2 separate regions of the Mus musculus genome follow, and region 2 is linked to region 1. Evidence: chromatin contacts called from public Hi-C data. All regions are on one chromosome and are shown on one strand. The core of a region is the stretch at or near the end of the contact, and the rest is flanking DNA. Distances in the headings are between cores, read along the strand shown. Region 1 overlaps R3hcc1l (R3H domain and coiled-coil containing 1 like). Region 2 has its middle 40 kb from the start of Gm25216.

Region 1 (4,494 bases), core at 656-3,155:
AATGGCAGTCTTTAAGTAATGTACCTATTGTTACCTAGCTTTTGGTCTGGATTGGGGGCTTTTGACTCTAGGTGCACAATTATTCTGGAAGCCTCATTTACTGGCATTCTTTTACTCTCTCTCATGTTGGGTATCCTGTTTTCTATTCATGTTTTCTTCTTATGGCTTCTTGTACTTGTCAAAAGGATAGGACCATCATAAATTACATAGAATACCTGATCAGGCACACAATCTTTTTTTAAAAAATTGCTAATCCTCTATATACCTTTCTATGTTCTAGCTTCAAAAAATGTGTTGCTTTTTTTTTTTTTTTCCTTCTTGCTATTCTCTTTCTTTGTAGATTTGGGTCTTATGTCTGTTACTATTTTAGTAGGATTTGGGGGGAAGAAGCAAAATTACATATGTTTTATACATTCTGCCCACTTTTCCCACAGACTGAATTTACTTATTAGATTAGATATTCTGGGACTTGATAGGATTGCTCAGACCTGTAAAGTGAGGATCTGAGTTTGGACCCCCAGTACCCATATAAGAAGCCAACATGGTGGCATGTGCCTGTAATTCCATTCCTGGAATTGGGGGTCAGCTAGATCTTTCTGACCAACTAGCCTCAGCGTATTGGTGAGATTCTGGATCAGTGAGAGACCCTATTTCAAAAGAAGAGTGACTGAGAATGACACCAAATGTTGATCTCTGACTTCTACATGTAGATGTGAGCATGATGTCCAATTGCATAACTGTGAACATGTATATACCACACACATTTATGTATGTAGACACAAGACTAGAATATTCTTATGTGAGATACCACTACACGTAAGTGAAAGGAAAAGTATTAGTAACAATATGGTGGCTTGCAGAAGGAGCGCTACTGTAGAAGAGGAAAAATGTGCCTCCCTTGATTTTTGAGTTAGTAGGTTAATTGGAAAAAGTCTCAGAAGCCATCCATCTTTATTATAAATCAAGTAGGAAATAGTAAGTGTAACGGAGTTGGGAGCATTCTTTTGATTCCACAATTGAGAGGTGACCAGATTCCATATAGTTTTCTTAGACATTGCAAACTTCCTTTCTGAAGGCACTGTACACATTTCAGTTCTCCCTGGAAATGTGTTAGTTTCTCCTCCTGCTCTCCCTTAGAGGATTTTGTTGTATTCCTAAAACTTTGTCTAGCTGAGGTCTCAATATAGTTTAGCTTTTTGGCAGGTTTGTTTTCTCCTGGGGTAGGGGCGGTGGGTGGGAGACAAGGTTGCACTCTAGCCCAGGCAGTCTTGGAACTCATGGAAGTCAGTGAGCCACCATGCTCTGCTTCCCTGTTTTCTTCTAGTTCGTTTGTCTGTTATTTGAAGTGTTTGGTGTCAGTGTTCAGGCTTTTGTGTAGTCCAGTTTCTTAGTCGTTTGTTTCATTTGAATCTTGTTTTGAAATAGGAAAATCTTTTCTTACATAGTGGAAAGGAATTTACTTACATTTTGTTTGAAGCATCTGTATGATTTTAGTTTTTAATTTGGATCCATGCTCCAAGTGATACTTTGTTGTTGTTACAAATATTGTGTGGACCTAATAATCCTTTTTTGCAGACCTGACTGAATATATTTTCTTTAAAAAGATCAGTTTTCCCCTCACAGCTTTTCACATGCCACCTTATTACATTTGAAAATTTTATCATTTATTTTTGGATATGTGTGTGTGTGTGTGTGTGTGTGTGTGTGTGTGTATCTCTGTGTGTGTGTGTGTGTGTGTGTATGTGAAGCAAGGGTACATAGGTTTGTGTATACAGCATGCAGAGGGCAGGAGTCAGTTGTGTCTTCTCTATTTGCTCTCTATTTGCTGATCTTCTGAGATGCAGTAACTCGGAACTCACTGATGTGGCGAGGCCGGCCGGCCGGCCAGTGAGCTCTAGGATCCTCCTCTGTCTGCCTTCCCAGCCATGCGCCTGGCTGGCCTCAGGTCCTCGTGTTTGTGTGCTAAGGACTTTATTGACCGAGACATTTTCCTGGCTCCAGTTCTGAAATTTAAAAAACATTTCCCTATTACATAATTTCATTTGTTAAACTTTATTACTAGGTTTTATTTTTATCTGTTTGCCTGCCTGCCTGCCTGCTTATCTAGGGTTTTGTTTTTTTTTTTTTTTTGAGACAGGGTTTCTCTGTGCAGCTAGCTCTGACTCTCCTAGAACTTGCTCTGTAGACCAGACTGGCCTCGAACTCACAGATCTGACTGCCTCTGCCTCTGGAGTGCTGGGACTAAAGGTACCACGGCTTGGAGAATTTTTGTTTTGTTTTGTACTGTTTTTTAATTTAAAAAATAAAAGTGGTAAGTTGCTTAATATATGAGCATACTTTATAGACTTATTCCATATATGATTACTTATTTGTGGTATAACGGTAACTCAGGAGATGAAATAAGTTTCTTAAAAGACTTAGGCCCTTTTTTTTTCTGCTTACAGTGTTGGTAGTGTTGTGGAGTGTGGGCATAGTTTTCAGAGTTGGATTATCAGCTTTTCTTGACTGGGTCTTTTTCTGAGGTAACAACTGAGAGTTAGTACACTTATCAAGCTTTAGCTTTGCTATAATTCATATAGAGAACAGCAAAGATGCAGTGTTATTATAGGGGCTTAATTAACTCACTCAAGAAGAATAGATGGCCATTTAAATCCTCAGTAAAGTATAATGGATAATGTTATTAAAGAACTTGGAGATGAAAATAATTAGGCATCTAATTTTAATTTTAATATTACCTTTTAGGTACTTATTTTCAATTAACCTTTTTTTCAGAGAAGACTAGTATATATTGATATGAACTGCTATTTTGTGAGGGTTTCCCTCTCACTTCCTGATGGTCTTGTCAGCTTCTCTTATAGCCAGGAACAATTTGGAAGCTGATATGTAGGGTAGAGCTTTAGTGGGAATCAGGGTTGGTCACAGCAACTGTCAGAGGATAATTTACTTATGTTGCTGAAGCACACGACAGAACGTGGATGGAACTGTAACAACATGATACTGATAGGGTTTTTCTTTTCTTTTCCTTTCTTTTCTTTTCTTTTCTTTTCTTTTTCCTTCCTTCCTTTCTTCCTTCCCTTTTTTTTTTTTTTTCCCTGTGTGTCTCTATGTAGCTCAAGCATGCCTGGAACTGTCTTTGTAGCCCAGACTGGCCTTTTGATTGTCCAGCCTCAATCTTCTAACAGCTGCAATTACAGGTGTGCACTACAATACACATCTCAGAAGTTTCCTTTAAATGGTTTTTGCACAGTGAGACATAATCAGAAATAAATGCTGATGTCAAGACCTGAATTTAAACAAAGTGGGCTCAAATAGAATACAAAGATGAGGAGCCATAGACACAGGGAAAAAAGATAAAAAAGCCCCCTCCCCCTTGACGGAGGAAAGATGAGGAGCCATAGACACAGGGAAAAAAGATAAAAAAGCCCCCTCCCCCTTGACGGAGGTTTTGCTTTTGTTGGCATCAGAAAGCTGCTTTTCAGGTATTTCTAGACATGTGTGGCTTAGTGAATAGATACATGCACACGACAGAGACAGCTTAGATCTTAGAGCAAACCAAAGGATGTTTGAAAATTGGTTATTTAAAATCTCCTTGTACCCGTCTTATTAGGTGTAATTTTTTTTTTTTAAGAAGAAACTAATTTACTCCTGGCTATAAAGAGTGACATTGTGTCCGGGAAAATGCTGTACTAACACACTGTTCTGTCCCACAAGAGTACTTCTGAAGTCCCCAAATGCAGTACTGACAATCTGTGACAGGCTCTGAATTGTTGAGCAGTCATCAGGGAAGGTGGACAAGAGAATAAATGGTTATATGTAAGCTAAAGAGGAGATGGGAGGGTAAGAAATGAGGGCAGAACAGAGCAACTCCTAGGCTTTGTGGGCAGTTTGAATGAAAGTTGTTCTAGTAGTTAAGTTCTGTTGTAAGCAGGGAGACAAAAAATAAAAATAGGCTTTGTGGGGGTGGGACTGATTCCTTTCATAGGTGTCATTATTGTATTTTGTCATGTCATCAGAACTTTAAGGCTCAGGGAGCTGGAGAGATGGCCTAGCAGTTAAGAGCACTGGCTGCTCTTACAGAGGACCCAAGTTCAATTCCCAGCAACTACATGGTGGTTTATAACTCTGTAACTTCAATTCCAGGGATCCAGCACCCTCTTCTGGTCTCTGTTGGCACTAGGCACAACTTTCTGGGTTCTGGGAATTGAACCCTGGTCCTCTGGAAGAACAGCCAGTGTTCTCAAACGCTGAGTCATCTTTCCAGCTCCAGAATTTAAATTTTCAAAGAGACCAGATATATCACTTTATATCAGGATCAGAAAATAAAACAGTAAATATCAGTATAATGGAGATGAGAGCTTAGGGATTCCTCTCTAGGAATTGTTGCAGTGGTGGTAAAACCCCTTAACATAACTGGATCCCACATAGCCTGGCCTTTAACATATACCGGTGTATCTGTTGATTGGTTGAATTAATTTGATTCACAAACTTATATAC
Region 2 (4,494 bases), core at 1,183-3,682, 130 kb after region 1:
GGGCCCAAGGTCACACACTCCTTGCCAGAATCATGCTGCCCACAGTGCAAGAAGGGCCTGCTAGGTGCTCCTAGGTCCCTGTCAGCTCTTGTTCAGGTTTGTGTCTCCCTCTGGGTGGGGTGCATAGAAGAGACACACAAGTGAACTACTATTCAAACTGAGGCACTTCGGAGAGCAAAATGAGTTGTGTTTCTAAATACATGGGGCAACCGGTTTGAGCAAGCCAGATTGGTTCCCTGTATTCTAAGTCGTGGCTGAAGACTGCAGATCTGGGGCAGGGCTCAGCTGCGGGCTCTTGCAGACCCTTCCCAAGCCCTCCCTCCCTTTGCCTTTTGTGCTCCCAGGTTGAGCACAGCTGTAGGAGCAACAGCAACTCCACACAGAAAGCAGTGCTTCATTCACTCTGCCCGTCACAGGCAGTCAAGCTGCAGACTCTGAAAATATGAGCCCCTCCCACAAGGAGTCAACGTGACATATCAGATGTTCAGGCACATCCCTGGGCTTCTGCCAAGAAATGACACTGTCAGCTCTCTCTGAATGGCAGGCTGGTAAGTGATCTGTAGAGCTCTGCCACCTTCTGCAGTTCCCTTGCTCTGTCTGACATTCTCAAGAATGTCTCATTTCACAGACAAGGAAACTGAGGCCCAAATCCCACATCTATCAGGTGGCTGATACAGGTCTTCTTCATCGGATTCCTCCAGCATCCACCCGTTTTTGCCAGCCAGAGCCTTGGTCTGCAGTCAGAGCCTCGTGCTGAGACCAGAGCGGGACTTAGGTATGAGGACTGGGAGTTATTTGCTGAAACCTCAGGGTAAGTAAGAGACACGCTGTGGTTTTGACTCAGTGCAAACACCTTAAGGAGAGGCCTCTCTACACTGGGCCAGCACTGTAGGAGATGCTTACCTCCAGCCAATGGAGCCAATGTTCTGGAATCTTCCTTGGCGTTCACAATGATAGGTTGGTAAAGCTTTCTAGTTTCTTTTATTTTCTACATTCTCCAGGCTTTTAGGTTCAACTTGTCTCTGTTACTTGCCCAGTGTTTCAGAAGCGTAACAATGTATCAAGGAAAGGGATTGATGCTGAGGAAGCCCCTACTGTGTGTCTAACAAGCCCCTACTGTGTGTCTAACACGCTCCCTCCTTAAATCCTCCATGTGAGCCTAGCAGATAACAGAATCCAGGATCCAGAGGAGGCACAGAGTCTGGGATGTGTCCAGGGCCACACATCCAGGAAGGAGAACCAAGGTCTTGGGCTGAGTGTGACTGGTGGCTTTTCTCTGACCTGTTAGTATGAAGATCACAGGGAACATTTCTCAGGAGCCAGCAACACGGCTCAGCATGGGTGCTTTCTGTGCAAGGCTGGCTGGCTACCTTGGATCCCTGCAACCCAGATAAAGGTAATAGGAGAAAAGGCAGACTCTCCCAGCTGCCCCGAGGCCTCCACATGTGTGCTATGGGAGTGCATCCCTGTGCCCACGTCAATAATAAATGAAACAAAGCAAAACAAAAATGAAGCCAGTGACAGCTTGGGCTGGAATTTAAGCCACAATTAATTGAGCCAAAGGTAGAAACTGTCCCTAGACATGAGGGACCCTTGGGGACATTAAAATGTGCTTCTTGAATGTCAAGGATAAAGTTCTTCTAAGCTGCCGACAAATATCCATGAAAGGAATTTTAGCATTAAATAAAGTTCGACGAGTTTTTATCGATACCTTCTTAGAGCCATGTATGTGTGGGGTGGGGAAGGCCAGTAGGTAGTCCTGGCAACCTCACACTACTGAGGTAGAAGTTGTCAAGCATAACTGAGAGGCAGGGCTTCCAGAAACTTCTCTTAGAGCTCACTGACATTATTTTTAAAGGTTCTAAGAAGAATACTGGCTCAACTTTTTTCAGTCCAGACTTTTCTGAATTTTGCAATGGTCCCTCCTCTACTGCCCTCTTGCCCCTGGGGAATGTTTGCAAACATCTTTGGAATAGTCTAGGGGAGCCCCATCGGCCTGCAGGCAGCTCCACGGTGGGGGCCTGGGCTGTCAAAGCCGAAGGACACGCCCCTTTCTTTGTTCAACAGACCATGGGGCTCTGCTGCGAGGACTACAGAAGCTTCTCTTTGCTCTCTTGGTCAGAAAAGATGTTAGCTCCAGCTAGGATCTAGCTTAAAACGGGTGTCCTTCCAAATTGGGGGATTACTCAAACCTCTCAGCCTTTGAGCTAGAGGGATCCCTCGGGTCAGCAAACAAGTGTTCAGGCACGTGAGTGCCGCGTGGCTTTCGGAACACATGCAGGAGCGGGTTCCAGCAGGAGACTGATGCAGCCTGAATTGTAATCAGAGGAACACACTGGAAAACAACAGATTCGGGCCCTTTGCCTCTGGGCCGGCTTGGCAGCGTGGTGCACAGGACTCTGCTTGCCTCTGTGCTGAGCTCACCCTGCCAAGAGCCAGACTTTGTCCGAACATCCATGTGCGGGCTGAAGAGGGGAATCTGTTGACAGGACCCAGCTTCCAAGCCTGGACCTCGTGGCCATAGCTCTTCTCCAAAGTGACACGTAGCCAGGGCTGTTTACCCAGCAGAGTCAGTGCTTGGAGGCCACTTAGCTTGCCAGTGCTGTGGTAAGACGGAAATGCCTACATGGGCGTGGTGACATTTGTTTCTAGGTTGGAAAATAGCCTGGCAGTGTTCTTTGATGTCCCATGGTCCTGGACTGGCTTCAGGCCTGTCACCAGGCTTTCTGAGCCACCAGCTCTTCTGTGAGACATGCCCCCCCCCCCCCTGAGCTTAGCCTTCAGATTGGGTCATCAAGAATCTGTGGGAATCTCTGCATACCTTACCAAGTAGTCACTGTTTCTAGTCTGTCCTGAGTCACATGCATTTAAATGTCCCAGTAACGCCATGAGGGGGGAGTCCAAGGGTGCTCCTCATGTTATGTTGGGAAACTGAGCCCCAGAGAGGTGGAACTGGCTTCCAGGATTTCTGGGGTGGAGCTGGCATCTCTGCTTAGGTCTGATCTACAGAGGCCCGGCCCCAGTCACTTCATCTCTGCTTCAGAAATGGCCTCCCTCCGAGGGCCTGTTGGCGCGCTAGGGTCTCCCAGTTTCTCCTTAGGATCTTTTCTGCCAGGTGCTCCAGAGAAAGATGTGGGGAGGAGAAGTGGCCTTCTCTCTCTGGCTTGGAGGCCGCTGTCCCCTCGCTTGGGGTATCATAGAGTAGGGGCACAGAGGCTTGGAAAGGACAATTATCGAACTCACTTTGTCCTCCCAGAAGCTATGAGGGGAACAACCAAATATCTCATTTCATAGTTAGGAAACTGAGGTACAGAGAAGAATGTATGACGTTATATACTGACAAGCATCAGAGGTGAGGCCTAAACTCACAGTGGCTGGCTCTGGACATACCTGATGTACATTATGCTGTATTTTAGGTCTCAGAGGGCTGAAGATGGAAGATGTGGCCCTTTAATATGGTTCCTCGTGTTGTGGTGACCCCCCCCAACCATAAAATTATTTCTGTTGCTACTTCATAACTGTAATTTTACTACCGTGACGAATTGCAACGTAAATATCTATGTTTTCTGGTGGTCTTAGGTGACCCCCGTGAAACAGTCCATTGATCCTGAGGGGACTGAGACCCACAGGTTGAGAACCACCGCTGTAGAAGAAGCAATAAGCCCTCCCTACTCATACTATGGGAAGCCGAGTTCTATATCTACCTTTTCCTCTGCATCCAGGCCCAAGGGCAAGGTGTAAGAAGAGGAAATATTTAACTTTTTGTGTTACTCTGACCAAAAACCTGTCAAGAGGCAACCTAAGGGAGAAAGAAATTACTTTGGCTCACAGTTGTAAGGATACAGACCCAGTGCGGTGGGGAAGGCAGCTGGTCCCATTACACCACCCGCCAGGAAGCAGCTGACAGGAAGTGAGGGCAAGGCTATCAAAAATGTAAGGCTCACGGCAGCCCCTAATACTTCCTCTATCAAGACTCCACCTGAAGTGTTTCCACCATCTTCCAAAACAGCAGAGCTTGCAGGAAACCAGGTGTTCAAACACATGAGACTGTGGGGGAGATTCCACATTCAAACCACAAGGGGGAGTGTGCTGATGGGTGGTAGGGAAAAGGCACCCATTTATCTACTGGTTCCTTGGGCGCATTGCACCTGCAGTGTGTCTCACACTGTGATTGGCACAGAGGAATTTGGCTTTCATTGGACTGAACTTGAGTTTTTATCTCCATCGGAAGCCAGTTACGAAACTTCCGGGCGTCAGTGTCCTTCCCTCCCCAGGGAAGCTGGTGGCAGCACAGTTTCTGAGCTATAAGGAGGCCTCCGTGAAGTTAAAGACACTGGGGACTTAGAATAGTGCACGCCTGTGTAAGAGCTGAACAAGTGGTGGCTGTCAGTGCTATTATTACCTCTGTCCTTGGGAGCTCACTGTCTGGTGGGGCCCAGACATTAAAAGGAAGTAGATAATTTCCTGATGACTTGGGCCAGGAAGTGAGGCGGC

Evidence for each region. Hi-C and Micro-C count contacts between places; a contact is called where the count stands out from the background.
Region 2: a contact with region 1 is called in a Hi-C map of liver, with 2.6 times the contacts expected there. The contact joins two enhancer-like sites. A contact is called at or near these places in 2 of 15 datasets of contacts at CTCF or cohesin (the NIH/3T3 cell line and embryonic stem cells), 34 of 484 Hi-C or Micro-C datasets (the AML12 cell line, B cells, the HL-1 cell line and 11 more), 4 of 115 datasets of contacts at active chromatin or transcription factors (embryonic fibroblasts, embryonic stem cells, fibro-adipogenic progenitors and 1 more) and 1 of 9 other capture datasets (adipose tissue).

The regions. Positions count from the first base shown.
Region 1 is chr19:42,528,221-42,532,714 of GRCm38.p6, forward strand. All of the region lies in intron 1 of R3hcc1l (R3H domain and coiled-coil containing 1 like), which reads left to right. Among named protein-coding and RNA genes, the nearest start is that of R3hcc1l, 12 kb to the left of the region's middle. Within about 2 kb of position 1,906, at least 12 of the 459 cell types and tissues checked have an H3K27ac peak or open chromatin away from gene starts, as enhancers often do. A contact at or near this core is called in adipose tissue, fibro-adipogenic progenitors and liver, where this site is marked.
Region 2 is chr19:42,657,524-42,662,017 of GRCm38.p6, forward strand. No RefSeq gene overlaps it. Among named protein-coding and RNA genes, the nearest start is that of Gm25216, 40 kb to the right of the region's middle. Within about 2 kb of position 2,433, at least 99 of the 459 cell types and tissues checked have an H3K27ac peak or open chromatin away from gene starts, as enhancers often do. A contact at or near this core is called in adipose tissue, fibro-adipogenic progenitors and liver, where this site is marked.